Linked DNA regions of Mus musculus: region 2 is linked to region 1. Evidence: chromatin contacts called from public promoter capture Hi-C data. All regions are on one chromosome and are shown on one strand. The core of a region is the stretch at or near the end of the contact, and the rest is flanking DNA. Distances in the headings are between cores, read along the strand shown. Region 1 overlaps Itsn1 (intersectin 1 (SH3 domain protein 1A)). Region 2 overlaps Itsn1 (intersectin 1 (SH3 domain protein 1A)).

Region 1 (7,529 bases), core at 2,772-5,271:
CAAGGCCTGTGGATTGAACAGGTGCTCTCAGACACCAGCAGGATCCATCCGCTGGACCTATAATGGGACCCAAGAGTTTGCACTTCTGGAAAGTTCTCTATTAACATTAGTACTTTTGCTCTGGGCACCAGATTTTGAGAACCCCTAGGCTGGTGTGGAAGAGACTAGACATAATAATATGAAGAGGACACTGTGCTTAGGGGAAGAATCTCTTTGTTTTCCCCAACAGCAATAGAACTGTAAAGAGTTGGCTTTGGAATCTGAAAAGAAGGAATTCCTTTTGATGGTGATACTGTATGAGCAGACAGACAGTGATGGTCCTGGCCATGGAGACGTCAGATTTAGAGACAGTGTAGCCTCACAGTTCTGTGCCTCTGCTAGATTAGAGGGAAAGAAGGGCTGTATGCGCAGTGTTGAAAGGACCCTGAGTGTGTTCTGCACGAGAGGATGTGGCTCCTCTAAACACACTGTATGTCTTGGCAGTACTTTTCAGTTACATTTTGGGTGATTTTCACCCTGTATGTTATGTTAGAAAATGAAGTTTTTCCTAACTCAGCAAATTAAAAGCAGGTGGTGAGGGCATCAGCATGGGCGGCGCCATTTCCCTCCCGTAGTCCATTTCCGAGTGAGTCTCATCCCATATCTCCACTGAGATCCAGCGCCCTGACTCTTGAGGATTAGAGCATCATTTTTTCTTGCAATATATTTTAATATCATGTAATTTTGAAACTTCCCCCCAACTCCTGTGTTACTTACATATTTTTTGAATTTCTGCTCTTATCACGTTTTAGGTAGTTAACCTTTTTTGTTTTTAAACTTATGAGCTTCTTATGTTTAAAAATATTAATTCTTATGATACATGCTTCAAATATTCAAAAAATTTTATTTTTTAAAATTCGTGAATCACTCACTATGATGGCATGTGCCTGTTTCCCAAGCTGTGTGGGAGGCCAATGCAGGAGGTCGACGTGGGTTTACTTAAGTTTAACATTAGCTTACACTATGTAGTGAGACTCCATTTCAGAACAACAAAACCCCCTTACTTGTTTAAATACAGTGGTAAGTGGATTTATATTCCCACACCTAATAACACCATTATTTTCCATTTTTATGACTCTTGCCTTGGTGCTAAAAGAACCAAGAATATTCTCACTCCAAGATTTTATAGATATTATTAACCTGGACTTTCTTTTACTACACTCCAATAGCTTCGTTTTTTCTCCCAATGAAATCTTTAAGCCATCTCTAATTTATGCTAGTATAAGCAAGTAAGTTTATTAGGAGTGAATATAGCTTACATGTTTCAGTGTTCCATTATCTTTAATTTATCAAGCTCTGTAAACCAGCAGGTTCAGGTGAAGGTCGAAATAAGTAAGCTCTAAGGGATGCTGGGAATCCTGAGAAAGCCATGGGGGAGAAACAGGACGGAGAGAGGGCAAGTGTAGGGACGTCACTGCAGCTCTTGGGACCAAACACAACCTAATTCACAGGCAGAACTTGTGAATCCCTAATCCGTGCCCCCTAGGAAGTGGGCTGCCATCGCCCACTGGCACCATTATGACCATTGTTTTGTTTGTTTGGTTTGTTTTTTGGAAACTTTATCTAGTCCAGGCTGGCCTCTAGCTCAGTGTGCAGCTGAAGAGCATCTTGACCTCCAGATCCTCCTGCTTCAGGCTCCTGAATATTATGACTGCAGGCATGGACTAGCTACCATGCCATGCCTTTATGGCTATCCCTTCTTTCTGAATGTCTCTCTGTCTCTCTGTCTCTCTCTCTCTCTCCCTCCCTCTCACACTGTGTCAATGCTACCATGCATGTAAGCAGTCTTGCAGTCTTTCTGCTGAAGCTCATCTTTCTAAGACATCGGTCCTAGGCACCACAGTAGCATCTATCTGCTGAGGTCTCCTCGGGGATTCCCCCAGCTCCTCTTGTCAATAGAGCAGCTTCTGCACTGTAAATGGTGGTGGCATTCCCTTCTTAAATCATCTTAGAGGTTTTCGTTACACCTCAAATAAAGACTGAGGTCTGTGTTTGTCTGGCTTCTCTCTGCAGCCCCTTGTCTACTTTGCTTGTGTCAGCCAAATGGCCTTTGTCTCTGGAGCTGGCTTCTTGGGGTCTTTGCATTGGCTGAAACTTCTCCAGAACATCTCAGAAACTACTCCTAACGTCTTCTCTGCTTTTCCTGGCCTCTCAGATCGTGGAAATGACTAGTCGTCCACCTTGTTATCATATCTGTTCTTTGCATTAGTTCTCTGTATGTCACATGATCACGTGGTTTACCACTCCTTCCGGTAGATGCCAGTCTGTGAAGCCTGGCATCAGCCTGGTACCTCGCCAGCACCTCCTCTCTTACTATGTGAGAGTAGCACAGGTTACCTTTGGGTCCTGTTCCTGGTTTAATCAGCACTTGCTGGGCAAGCCTTCCACCACAGAACTACACCTTCAGGCTCAGCTTCTCCATCTTGAGCATCAGTGGGGGGTCTGCTTTCAGACCGTTTTTCTTGGTTGACAGAGTTCAGAAGTTCATTTACACTCAAAGCCTTAATCTAAGAATATAAAAGAGAGCACTAGAGCATTTTTAATTTGAGTGCCGTCAATACTTTGTTTCATAAGTCCATTGATAATGTGGCAATTTCTTTTTTTTTTTTTTTTTTTTGGTTTTGCGAGACAGGGTTTCTCTGTGTAGCCCTGGCTGTCCTGGAACTCACTCTGTACTCTGTAGACCAGACTGGCCTCGAACTCAGATATCCACCTGCCTTTGCCTCCTGCATGCTGGGATTAAAGGCGTGCGCCACTACGCCCAGCCCATGTGGCAATTTCTAACCCAAACAGACAAGCATGAATAATTTTAAATATTTTCTGCCCAAGTGTGATGACTGTTCTTGGTTGTCAACTTGACTACAAGTGGAATGAACCACAATCTAGAAATGGAGGGCACACCTGTGGTCCAGGTCTTGGGGCTGCAAGACACAGGTTTGTGACCCGGATCTTGACATAGGATGGCACATGCTTTTTTCTCAAGATCCAGATTGAAGCAGGTTGCCATGAAAGCTTCGGCCCAGGCAAGGTAGTACACACCTTTAATCCAAGGAGACTAAGGCAAACCAGCCTCTAGGACAAAGCAAATCCCAGATCTAGGTATGGTGGTACACACCTTTAATCTGGGCCACACCTTCTGCTGGAGGCCTGCGTAAGGGCTTTGGAAGAAGAAAGGCTCTCTCTTCACTTGCTTGCTAGCACATCTGTTGGAATCTACTTCTATAGAAGACGGCCAGCTGAAACAACCAGCCTTGTGGGACTGAGCAACTACTAGATTCTTGGATTTCCATTCACAGCTGACCACTGTTGGGTTAGTTGGACTACAGACTGTAAGTTATCACAGTAAATTCCCTCAATGTAGAGATATTCCATAAATTCTGTGACTCTAGAGAACCCTGACTAATACACCAAGATTATGCTTTCTTTATTTCTGAATTGCAGTCTAGAGTTTTATCCTATAATTAGGAAGCTTATGAGATTATACCATGTTATTTTTACTATTTTTAAGTGCTTCCTGAATTCCAAGGCAGCACATCTGTGTACCTATATAATGTAGATATATGACTGGTTTGTTCTTTGTGTGCCTAACCATGCTGCCCTAGGCTGCATGCATGTGTTTTCACATTGTGTTGTTGCTTTGTTCTTTAGTAAGCTGTCTACACCATGACTCAGTGCTACCTACCTCTTTTACTGGCACACAAGACTGCCGCCGCTGAGCTGTAGTGGAGTCTGGCATGAGTCCCAAGTCAATTTCAATTTTAATTTTTGGTTATTGTTTATGTGAAATTCATCTCAGTTGTACACCTCGAACCTAATTTGGCATAAACCCTTCCTTCCTAAGGTTGCTTTTGTGGACTTTTGTCCCCACCATGGGAAGGTAGATGAGACTGTCGCACTCTGGGCAGCGCTCCTCTGCACTGCTCTCAGTGTTCCCCTTGGGGCCATGAGTCCAGGGTTTGTTCTGAGGTCCCATCATGCTACTGGCCTGCTTGAGCTTCCACATGCCCAGAGTTCAGCAAAGGGACCTTCCCAGGCTTTGGAGACCGGAGTGTAAGCCCATTACCTGGGGACTTCAGAGTCAGCTTCTATCTTTTCTACGTTGTTTTGATTCGGCGGTTGCTAAGCAGTCTTGCAGCACCCACCCTCAAATTGCCAGCTTTCAACATGAGCTTATTTCTTGTGCCAGGGCCTTCTGTGGATACCACTCCAGAGCACAGGATGGCATGGCCTCTCATTGGCTCTCCATGCTTTTTTTGCCTTTCTCCGCATACTTCCTGAGCTAGAGGCAAATCATATGATCGCACACGTGCCCCACAGACAAGAATTTAATTCTGTAGGAATGTACTGATAGCAGATGTTTTTCATAACACTGTCTGCTTGTAGTTGCATTTGGAGGTACTGACATTCTGAAAGGATTTTTGAAGGGTAGTCAACGAGAGGTGTGGCTTGGTGGCCCTTAGCCTGCTTTTTCTAGTACTGTGCGGAAGAACTTCACTAGTTATACCTTTTAAAATTACTTACTGATTTTAAATTTTGTATGTGTATGTGCATATGTATATACTTTGGTGTGTACGCATACTATGAGTACAGGTGCCAGAGGTCACAGCACTCTGAGGTCTATCAGTCCTGGGGTCACAGGTGGTTGTAGTCTACCCAACATGGCTATTAGAAACCAAACTCAGGCCTTGGGCCAGGACAGTACTCAATCTCTCCGGCTGAATAATTGTGTCTTTATTACTACTACCGGGGTGTCTGCAGACACGGGATCTAGAGCATGGTAGCTGCATAACAAATGCTTGTTGATGAAGACAAAGATTCCTACAAATAGCAAGGAAGGAAGTTAAGTATTTTCATATTTGGTAGGTCACTTAGCTTGGGACAGTTTTACAGAGTGCTTCCTTAATAAGTATCTATGTTTTATATATAAAATGTTCAGCATGACAAAAATTGTATGTGCATGTGTGTACATTTGTGCATGCTTCCTTTCCTCCCATTCTCCTTTTTTAAAAAAAGATTTATTTATTTTATGTATACGAGTACACTATTGCTATCTTCAGACACACCAGAAGAGGGCATCGAATCCCATTCCAGATGGTTGTGAACCACCATGTTCATTCCATTGCTGGGAACTGAACTCAGGACCTGGAAGAGCAGTCAGTGCTCTTAAATGCCGAGCCATCTCTCCAGCCTCTCTCTGTTTTCTTTTCTTTCTTTCTTTCTTTCTTCCTTTTTTTTTTTTTTTTTTGTTTTTTTTTTTTTGTTTTTTTTTTTCGAGGCAGGGTTTCTCTGTGTAGCCCTGGCTGTCCTGGAACTCACTCTGTAGACCAGGCTGGCCTCGAACTCAGAAATCCGCCTGCCTCTGCCTCTGCCTCCCAAGTGCTGGGATTAAAGGCATGCACCACCACGCCCAGCTGTTTTCTTTAAAAATTTACCAACTATAGATAATTGGGAAAATATATGTGCATCAAATACAAGCATGGCAAAGCCTGTGCTCTGGCTGCTTAGAGTGTCTCTGTAACAGTCTTGGTTATTTGTTGTCTATTATCTCTCTTTTCTTCATACGCTGTTAGAGCATTGTCTACATTTATGGTCAGTGTGATCATTTAATTTAGAACTTTGTTGATGATTTTTACTTTTTTAAAATTTTATTTTATCTTTTGAGGCAAGGATTCAGTATATAGACCACCATGCTGGCCTAGTACTCACAGAAATTGTTCTGTCTCTGCCTCCCACAATACTGGCCTTTATCAACAACTACCATAAGATTAATTTTAATTTGCCCTTTCTCTGACTTTTTCTCCTCATGGACCATTCACTTAACCAAAAATTCATACAGATTTTCATGGTTAGAATGCAAATAACCAGAGAGTTGGAAAGTGGAAGCCGGAATGGAGAAGAAGGCAGCCATGTGATTCTTAGCTTAGGGGTCAGCTGGTCAGTCTCCTTTAGATTTGTTTTCTTTTCTTGGGAAGCCATCTTTTTTGACTGGTATGGTAATTTGTTTGTTTCTTTGTTTTTGGTTTTTTCGAGACAGGGTTTCTCTGTGTAGCCCTGGCTGTCCTGGAACTCACTCTATAGATCAGGCTGGCCTTGAACTCAGAAATCCGCCTGCCTCTGCCTCCCAAGTGCTGGAATTACAGGCGTGTGCCACCACTGCCCGGCAGCAGGTAGTCTTAACATGAGTCATTCAGGCCCCTTGAACTTGTCTGTGGAGGGCCTGTGGGTTTGTCATTGTTGTTGTATTCTTTGGAAGCAGTTGTACTAGTTTGCCATGCCTTGTTCTTTTGTCATTTGTCTTTGTCCCCAATCTCAGAAAGGTGGCTTGAGTCACTTGGACCTTCACGGTGCTGGGTGTCCCTCTTCTGAGGTGGATGGGACATTTTTGTCAGTTGAGATTTGAAATGCAGTTATTCCCCAGTAAGGCATAAAGTGAATTCCTTATGAGTCCCTTCTGTATCTGTTGTACGAAGAGGCCTGGTAGCATGTAGATGACATGCTAACTGAACCACTAAACTCCTGAATAACTCATATTTAGTGCACCTTCCAAATGCTTTGAAATACCCTATATAGACTCAGGCTACTCTGTGAGTAGTTTTTATTTTTGAAGTTTCGAGAATTCCTGTATTTTACTTTTGTAGTGGCTGTCTGCTGTAGAGATGTCCACTTTGTCAAGTCAGTTAGGAATGTGTGCAGATGGCAGCTTAAATGATGTGTGTTTGCTGTTGGAGCAGATGCCCAGCAGAAAAGTGATCCCACCAAAGTGGAGGCGGTGGGAAGGAGCTATGGGCAGCGCCTGGAGCATCTGTCAGGGACCGCTGTGAGTCCCGCATTAGTTTGTGTTTTCTCTTCTAGGATTTACTTTGATTTCCTCTGCAGTATTAGTGTTTCATCTGAACCAGTATTTAATGCTGATAACTGATACTGTCTTAAAGGCTCTTAAACAAATATAGTTCAGTGATAACTTTGTTATCTTTATATTACTTATCTAATCTAACAGGAATATCCTTTGAGAAATATGTCCATTAGTAAGGTTAACTCACAGGGCAGACATTAATCTTGCTTAAGTGGCTCCCATTATTATGAAATCTAAATTGTCCCCCTTTAAAAAAATTAGTTAAATTTGTTAGTTGACTCTTTCACACGTGTACTAATTTGAAGGGAGTATACATTACCCTCCAAATGTCTTTTCCACATTCATGTCTGTTTGTTTTGTTTTGTGATTTACTGAGTTTAGCCAGGCTTGTCAGTGTGATCTGAGTTTGTGCTTTCCGTTGGAACCTGGTAAGATCTGAGAGTGCTTGGGTGTAATGGCTCGGCACTTGTGCCATTATAAAAGGTGGGGATGCCATGCCCAGGAGGTTTGCTTGTGTGGTGGTGTTGGTGCCTGGGGTTCACAAATGGATAAGACCAATGGTGCGTTTTCTCCTGCGGCAGCTTTCCGGAACTTTGAAAGCTAGAAACCAGGGAGGAAGTTTCCAGCTCTATTCTGG
Region 2 (7,529 bases), core at 3,291-5,790, 140 kb after region 1:
TTGAACCTAGCAGGTAGTAAGTCAGGCCATGACTTCAAGCTGGGTTTCCTGGTTAGACAACTTAATTCTAGCTTGGTGATAGAATAGATTATCAGAACTCAGGGACTGACTGAACACCTTCAAGATAATGAGCTTTGTGTCCCAGACCCACCTTCTCTACTCTTCCACCATCATTTAAAGAGGAGGAAGCCGGTAATAGACCTTGTATAATCCTTCCAGAAGAGCTGCTTTTGGGCCAACAATGAACTGAGGGGCTTAAGATCAGCTTGTACCATGGTCCTTCATTAACTACCAGTGGCTAATACTAGAACAAAGTTCTGCACCGTCCCTCCTGTGGAACCTGGGCCGTCCCAAGGACACCCAGCTGCTGCCTTTCTCAAACCCCAGATGGCCATTGCCAACCTGCCCCATGGGAGTATGCCCTAGAGGGAAAATCAGTGCTCACTTATGTGACTGACTGTCCCCCAGGTTACCTTCCTTGGCTTTCCCAGGACAAGGAACCCTTCTTTAGCAGAAAAAAAAAAAAACAAAAAACAAACAAACAAACAAAAAAAAACAATGTGGGAGAAAGAAAAACAAATGGCCTGAAGATTTTAAAGATGGAGACCTGCATAGTGGAACCTCCTCGAAATTGCTTAGCCTTACCCACACCTCATGGTTTCTCCAATGTGACCATGAAATTAGCTACGGGACACTGTAGGGATGCCTCCATAGGACACCTCCATAGGACACCTTCATAGGCCATCTCCATAGGGACACCATGCAGCCTTGTCCTGAAATCATGTAGTATACCCACACACCTGCCCACTGATTCCCCTTCTTGTGACCGGGGCAGCTGAACACTTGGTCTTGCTCTCCTTGCCATGGGGAAACTGAGCTATATGCTGGTAAGACTACACACTTACAAGGATGGCCAGTCCACCCTGGCCGTGTGGCTCTGCACACTGCACACAGCAGGTAGGCCCAGGATCAGACACTGCCTGTCCGTTCAGCAGCTTCCCTCAGCCTCCAGGATAGGAATTGTCTTATTTTATTTCATAATCGTTTACCTAGTCAGCTTTAAGTTAGACACACCAATGATGCCGTGAGCAGAAGGGATACTTCACATGATCATTTTTATCTGACGTTGGGAAATACGATGAGATTGTTTGTGGCAATGGATTTGAAAGCTTGCCTTTCTTTCCGTTGCTGGCATAACTTCCCTCAGAGGATGAGGGTTCCAGAAATGGGCTCAATGCTCAGACTGAGCCAGCCTTGGATATCACCATAGGTAATGCAGTGGGACAGCCACACAGAGATCCTCTCTGAGGTATAAAGGAAGGAGAAACACACGGCAGACAGTCACCATGCTGGACAAAACTGCCCAGGCCACCCTCTCTGTAGTACTGGACTCATGTCTTTCTCTGTCCCTCATCTCCCAAATAGATGCTCTAGCGGCTCTCCCATCTGTGTCTCTCCCACCCATTCTGTTTCTCTGCAACCTGAAAGTGTGAGGTATCACCAGGGCAGTGACAGCGGGCGACTCACCTCCCATGTTTCTGTGCAGAGCGCTGAGAGTCCGCAAGAAGATGTCTGGGGAGAAGATGCCGGTGAAGATGATTGGCGACATCCTGAGCGCCCAGCTGCCGCACATGCAGCCTTACATCCGCTTCTGCAGCTGCCAGCTCAATGGGGCTGCCCTCATCCAGCAGAAGACGGACGAGGCTCCAGACTTCAAGGAGTTCGTCAAAGTAAGGGTGACCCTGGGGACTCTCTCCAGAGTGTTGTCTTGAGGTGTGAGGGGCTCATCAAAAGTCCACAGGCATCTTTCCACTAGTGGCCTCCAGGGATGGATGGAAGTTTTCAGTGGTACTGAACTGGCAGGTGTGGGTCTCAGTAGAGGAATGTGCTTGGACAGGAGAGCCATCCGGGGTCTGAACGCTTTGAAATAGCATCACAGATACGTTGTCCATGTATTTGTGGTCTTTCTTTCTTTCTTTCTTTCTTTCTTTCTTTCTTTCTTTCAATAAAAAAGATTCATTTTATTTATTTAATGTATATGAGTACACTGTAGCTGTCTTCAGACACACCAGAAGAGGGCATCAGGTCCCATTACAGATGGTTGTGAGCCACCATGTGGTTGCTGAGAATTGAATCAAGACCTCTGGAAGAGCAGTCAGTGCTCTTAACCACTGAGCCACCTCACCAGCCTTGTTTGTGGTATTTCTGAGAATCGTGTCTAAATCCTTGATTTCATTTTCTTGGCTCACACACAGAGGAGTCCACCTCTTCATGTAGCATCAACGTTGCCCCAGCCTCTGCCTTTCACACACAGAGGGTCACCATAGCCCTGGGGTCCCTGTTTTGGCTTGCTTCTTGTTACTCTGATAAAAACCACTCTGACCAAAGGCAGCTTAGGGAAGTGAAGTTTATCTGGCTTACAGGTTAGAGTCTATCGCAGAGGGGAATGGGGCAGGAGCTCAAGGCCAGGATCTAGAGGCAGAGAGACTGAAGCAGAGATCTTAGAGGAAATGCTCCTTACTGGCTGGCCCTCGGGCTCAGACTCAGCCACCTTTCTTAGTTCCCACCTACCTGCTAAGAGGTTCTGCTGCCCAGAGGGCACCCAGCCTTCTACATCAGTTAGTGATGTAAAACATTGTCCCACAGACCAATCTGATGAGACAGTGCCTCAGCTGAGGCTCCCCTTTCCCAGGTGTGTCAAGCTTAGACATCATAACGCCTTTCCCAACGGAAGATCGTGGGCGTGAACTCTGGCCTTTCCATTGGATTCGGTATGAGATGCCACAGTGGGTTAAGCATCTTTTGCTAAGTAAACAGCATGACTGTGCCTCAGACTTTTGGGGGTGGCCATGCTCACCTCAGGAATCATGACAGTGAGGTATCTCTGCGGCATCTTCTTGGTCAGAGCCTCCCATAAGTGCAGTGCTCTGTGTGAAGCTCAGGTGTTTCTCTGAGTTGAGGGATTTTCTATGCTAACCAATGAATGAGGTGGCTGAGATATCTGTGGTGGGAATGAAGGCTGAGAAGTGACCGAGGCTGAGACAGAGGCAGAGGGCAGTGCCGGGCTGCCAGCAGTCCTTCCCTGTTTCAACTTTGGGGCAGGCTGATGGAAGCCCAGGCCAGGGGCTTGCGGTCCCTCCTCCTTCTCACTAGAACTGTTTCACTCTCCTCCTGTGTTTCCAAGATGGCGGCATCCAAAAATTGACATCAGGGCCAAGGGCTGATGGTTTGGATGTCAGAACTCCAGATACCTGTGCCTAAACCGGCTTTAAACAGGACCCCACTCTTTGCTGATGGGAGAGAAGGATTTTTTTTTTTTTTTTTTTTTGCCAGTAGAAGGACTCTTATCCACTAGAGGCATTAATACAGTTGGTAAAAGTGGTTGGGAAGCTGGGTGGTTGGGAGGATGATTCGGGGTAAGGCACTTTCCAATCCCAGCACCTACAGAAAAGTAGGAGAGAACCAGCTCACACATAAACACACCCACATGTGCACACACACACGTGTGCACACATGTACACACATAAACACCAAATACATGCTTACTTCAAATGAAGTAAGAAGAAAGATACCGAGAGCCACTGGCGAAGACAAATTGGCAGAGACTGGAGCTTTAGCCCTCGGGTCTCTGCTCCACGATGCAGCCCTGTCTGGGGTCACTGAAGCCTGTGCAGGCTACACCCTGAATGAGAGAATTATAATATTAGTCCTTCTGCTTCTCTGGCACTTAGTGGGGTTTTTACTCTCATTGAATAGTCTTTTGACTCTTCTGGATCCCTGGCATATCATGAAGGTTTTCAGACATCTGGAAGAAATTCTGAAATCAGAATGTCCTTTCACAGAAGGTATGCAGGCAGGCTGCGGGTAGGTCCTATCCAGGGTCCCGTCCTCCCTCTACATACCGCCTCAGCCTGGATTATGACAGCTGGACAAGGCCTTCCAACTCCAGGCAGCTCAGCCACTCTCCAGGTGGATGGGTAATAGGCAGGGAGTCCTAAATGAAAAAATGTAATGTTACTGGCTTTGCATTTTGCGGATTTCTGAACCACATTTTAAAAAAAAATACCATCTCCTCTTTCAGAGACTGGCAATGGACCCTCGGTGCAAAGGAATGCCTCTGTCCAGCTTTATACTGAAGCCTATGCAGCGTGTCACAAGATACCCGCTGATCATTAAAAACGTAAGTGTGGCCCCCCTGTGCCTTCACCAGCCAAGGGAGGCTGGAGGCGGGACAGAGTCCCTAGCCAGTGCACCTGGGAGCTGACGTGTGGAAGTCATGTGTCCATATGGTGCTGAAGCCATCTGCTTGGTAACTGGGAGGGGAAAAAATGTTTTGCGTGAAAAAGACTAATAAAATACAGCCTTCAGATGGCAACCAAGTGGCTTCGAAGCCAGGGAATGAGAGATTTGTTCTTGATGCTTTCCCAGAGCTGGCATGGTGCCTGTGCGCAGAATTTGGAGCAACACACGCACACACAAAGAGAGAGAGAGAGAGAGAGAGAGAGAGAGAGAGAGGCCTGGTCCCTACCACTGTCTTGGGAAGGCTGCTCCCTGTTGCTCCTCCCTGTACCAGATGCCTTTTTTTCTCCTGTCCTTTCAAGAAAGCTAGTTCCAGAGAAAATAGAACGAGTGTTTCCATATCCACGCCGGCTCAGCTGCCCTCTGAGCCTTAGAACAAAAGACAAAAGTGTGCTGGGAAGTAGAAATCAGTTCCTTTATCTGAGAATGGTGTTCAGAAACTTAGCTGTGGGTGCAGATATGCTCATGGCTATTCTGGCATGTGACTGTCTGCTCTCTCTCTCTCTCTCTCTCTCTCATACACACACATGTACACACAAACTGCACAAATTTAATCAGGCTCCTCATGTGTAACCAATCTCCCTTCCACATAAGCCTCAGCCCGACCCAGCTCCACCCAACACCATACAGTGACGGATTCCCTGATTTCATTCATTCGTGAAGTGTCTTCCCTTATTAACTTCTATGTTTAATTATGTGCCGACTCTGGAAACAAGCCTTTGTAGTGAGTTTAACCAACAGGGAGAAAACGAAAAATCAAGAACCAAGAGGCATAAGTATTTAGAAGGAAAACACAAACTAGTATCGTTAGAGCACAGTTCTTGCTCCATGAAGTATCTAAGGAAAGAACCGAGGGCGGGCAACTGAACACAGATTGGGGAAAGTATGATAACTAAGCCTTTTTTTTTTTAGATTTATTTATTTATTATATATAAGTACACTGTAGCTGTCCTCAGATACTCCAGAAGAGGGCATCAGATTTCGTTACAGATGGTTGTGAGCCACCATGTGGTTGCTGGGATTTGAACTCGGGACCTTCGGAAGAACAGTCAGTGCTCTTAACCACTGAGCCATCTCGCCAGCCCATAACTAAGCCTTTTAAGGACTTATTTTTATTTGCTGTGTGGAATTTTGCCTGCATGTGTGTCTGGATACCTGGTGCCCCCAGAGGCCAGAAGAGGGCATTGGATGCCCTGGAACTGGAGTGTCAGATGGTTGAGCCCACATGTGAGTACTGGGAACCCAGGGCTCGTTACCATGGCACACAGGTGACAATCGGAGAACAATTTAACTTCAAGAGTCAGTTCTCTCCTCCACCATGGGTCCCATGGGTTGAACTCAGTTTTCATGGTTGCATGACGAGTGCTTTCACATGGCCAGTCAGCCATCTTCCTGGTCCTAGACCTAGAGTTATAACAATATAAAAGAAAAATTTAATCCAGGACACATGTTCAGTAAGAAAAGTGATTAAGTAAACATGGTAGGTTTGTACTATGAAAACTATTTTAAACTATTTAATTCATTGCACGCCCCATCCTGGATGGATACCCAGCCCTGCAAACAGCCTGATAAGGGATATGCTGTGGCATTTGGCTAGAACAGGTCTGCTCAGGGTTAAAAACAAACAAACAACAGAACACACAGAAAAACGTATTTGGGGGCTAGGGAGGTGGCTTGGCCAGTGGAGTGCATGGGATGTCGGTACCTATGTAAAAAAGTAGACATGGTGGTCTACTTCAGCGCTGGACAGCAGAGATGGAGGGAATCCTAGCTACCCTCACCTGATTGGTGAGCCCTGCGTGCCATTAAAACATTCTGTCTCACAAACAAGGAAGATGGCTCCTGAGAGATGACAGCTGAGTTTGTCCTCTGCCCTCCACTCATGGGCCCACACACTTACATACGCATGTGTCCTGTCTAAGTTAGGACTTTGCTGCTGTGAACAGACACCATGACCAAGGCAAGTCTTACAAAGGACAACATTTAATTGGGGCAGCTTACAGGTTCAGAGGTTCAGTCCATTATCATCAAGGTGGGAGCAGGACAGCATCCAGGCAGGCATGGTGCAGGAGGAGCTGAGAGTTCTACATCTTCATCTGAAGGCTGCTAGTGGAAGACTAACTTCCAGGTAGCTAGGATGAGGGTCTCAAAGCCCACGCCCACTGTGATACACCTACTCCAACAAGGCCACAACTCCAAATAGTTCCACTCCCTAGCACAAGCAAATACAAACCGTCGCATGCTCTCACACATGGACGAAACACACATATGTGAGCAGGGGAGCCATCCTAATTGATTTCCAGGGTGCACAGGCATCAGTGGCTCTGCGTGCTCTCAGGGCACACGAGCACGTGGCGTAGGGCACCTGTCCTGCTCACCCAAAGGTACCCTGCCTTCTCCTAAACCTTCACTCCTGAGTTAACGGAGTACTGTTCAGTTCCAACACCAGGATCTCATCCTTGGCTCCCTCGGGTAAGTGAGCCGGAGAAGAGCAGCTGCTGGCTGCCAGCAGGGCGCCTGGCTCGTCCTCCTGCTCTCTGGCTGAGTTGCTTGTTCTGTGAAATAGGAGAAGGTTTTTGAGGAGAGACTGAGTCCCTTCTGCTGCCCTGTTGTTCTGCATGCTACCTAAGATCTGGGATGTCTCTGTGTGTGGTTTAGTGGCCATGCTAGAAGCCACCATTCTGAAGGACAGGTTATACAGAGTTTGTGCTGGGACATTCAAGGGTTTGGGAGTGGGCTGAAGGCCCAAGGGCAAGGCCACTCACTGCCTTCCCACAGCAAAGTGTAGCCCTCACTGAGCCTGAGGCTGCTCACTGCTGCCAACAAGCCGTGGCCATGACACCCTGGGCCACAGCTACGGTGGGCACCATGCAGGAGAACACTGTGGTTTCCATGACAACGGGCCCAGGACCATCCACACTGAGGGAAGTGTCCTGACAAGGCTGTTGTCTTCTGTACAGATCCTGGAAAACACTCCCGAGAACCATCCAGACCACAGCCACCTGAAGCATGCCCTGGAAAAGGCGGAGGAGCTATGCTCCCAGGTGAACGAGGGAGTTCGAGAGAAGGAGAACTCAGACCGGCTGGAGTGGATCCAAGCCCACGTGCAGTGTGAAGGCCTTTCTGAGGTAGCCACCTACTGGGCGGGACCTGGACCCCTCCCGGTGCTGGCAGCCAGCAGAGCAGGGATGAGGCAGATCTTTCACTTCCCTCTCTAGCCAGTGCTTATT

Evidence for each region. Promoter capture Hi-C pulls out the DNA fragments that hold promoters and counts their contacts.
Region 2: a promoter capture Hi-C map of hippocampal neurons shows a contact between it and region 1, with 2.0 times the contacts expected there. The contact joins two enhancer-like sites. A contact is called at or near these places in 1 of 39 promoter capture datasets (hippocampal neurons), 1 of 15 datasets of contacts at CTCF or cohesin (large pre-B cells), 3 of 484 Hi-C or Micro-C datasets (bone marrow-derived macrophages, muscle stem cells and nephron progenitors), 2 of 115 datasets of contacts at active chromatin or transcription factors (embryonic stem cells and extraembryonic endoderm stem cells) and 4 of 9 other capture datasets (adipose tissue, embryonic stem cells, liver and 1 more).

The regions. Positions count from the first base shown.
Region 1 is chr16:91,752,865-91,760,393 of GRCm38.p6, forward strand. The region is part of intron 1 of Itsn1 (intersectin 1 (SH3 domain protein 1A)); the gene reads left to right. Among named protein-coding and RNA genes, the nearest start is that of Itsn1, 27 kb to the left of the region's middle. Within about 2 kb of position 4,022, at least 19 of the 459 cell types and tissues checked have an H3K27ac peak or open chromatin away from gene starts, as enhancers often do. A contact at or near this core is called in hippocampal neurons, where this site is marked.
Region 2 is chr16:91,892,246-91,899,774 of GRCm38.p6, forward strand. Itsn1 (intersectin 1 (SH3 domain protein 1A)) reads left to right here. Exons shown (of 39, transcript NM_010587.2): 31 at 1,547-1,730; 32 at 4,082-4,180; 33 at 7,260-7,427. Gm52262 (a long non-coding RNA gene) reads right to left here. Exons shown (of 3, transcript XR_003951963.1): 3 at 5,201-5,703. Among named protein-coding and RNA genes, the nearest start is that of Gm52262, 8.2 kb to the right of the region's middle. Within about 2 kb of position 4,541, at least 34 of the 459 cell types and tissues checked have an H3K27ac peak or open chromatin away from gene starts, as enhancers often do. A contact at or near this core is called in hippocampal neurons, where this site is marked.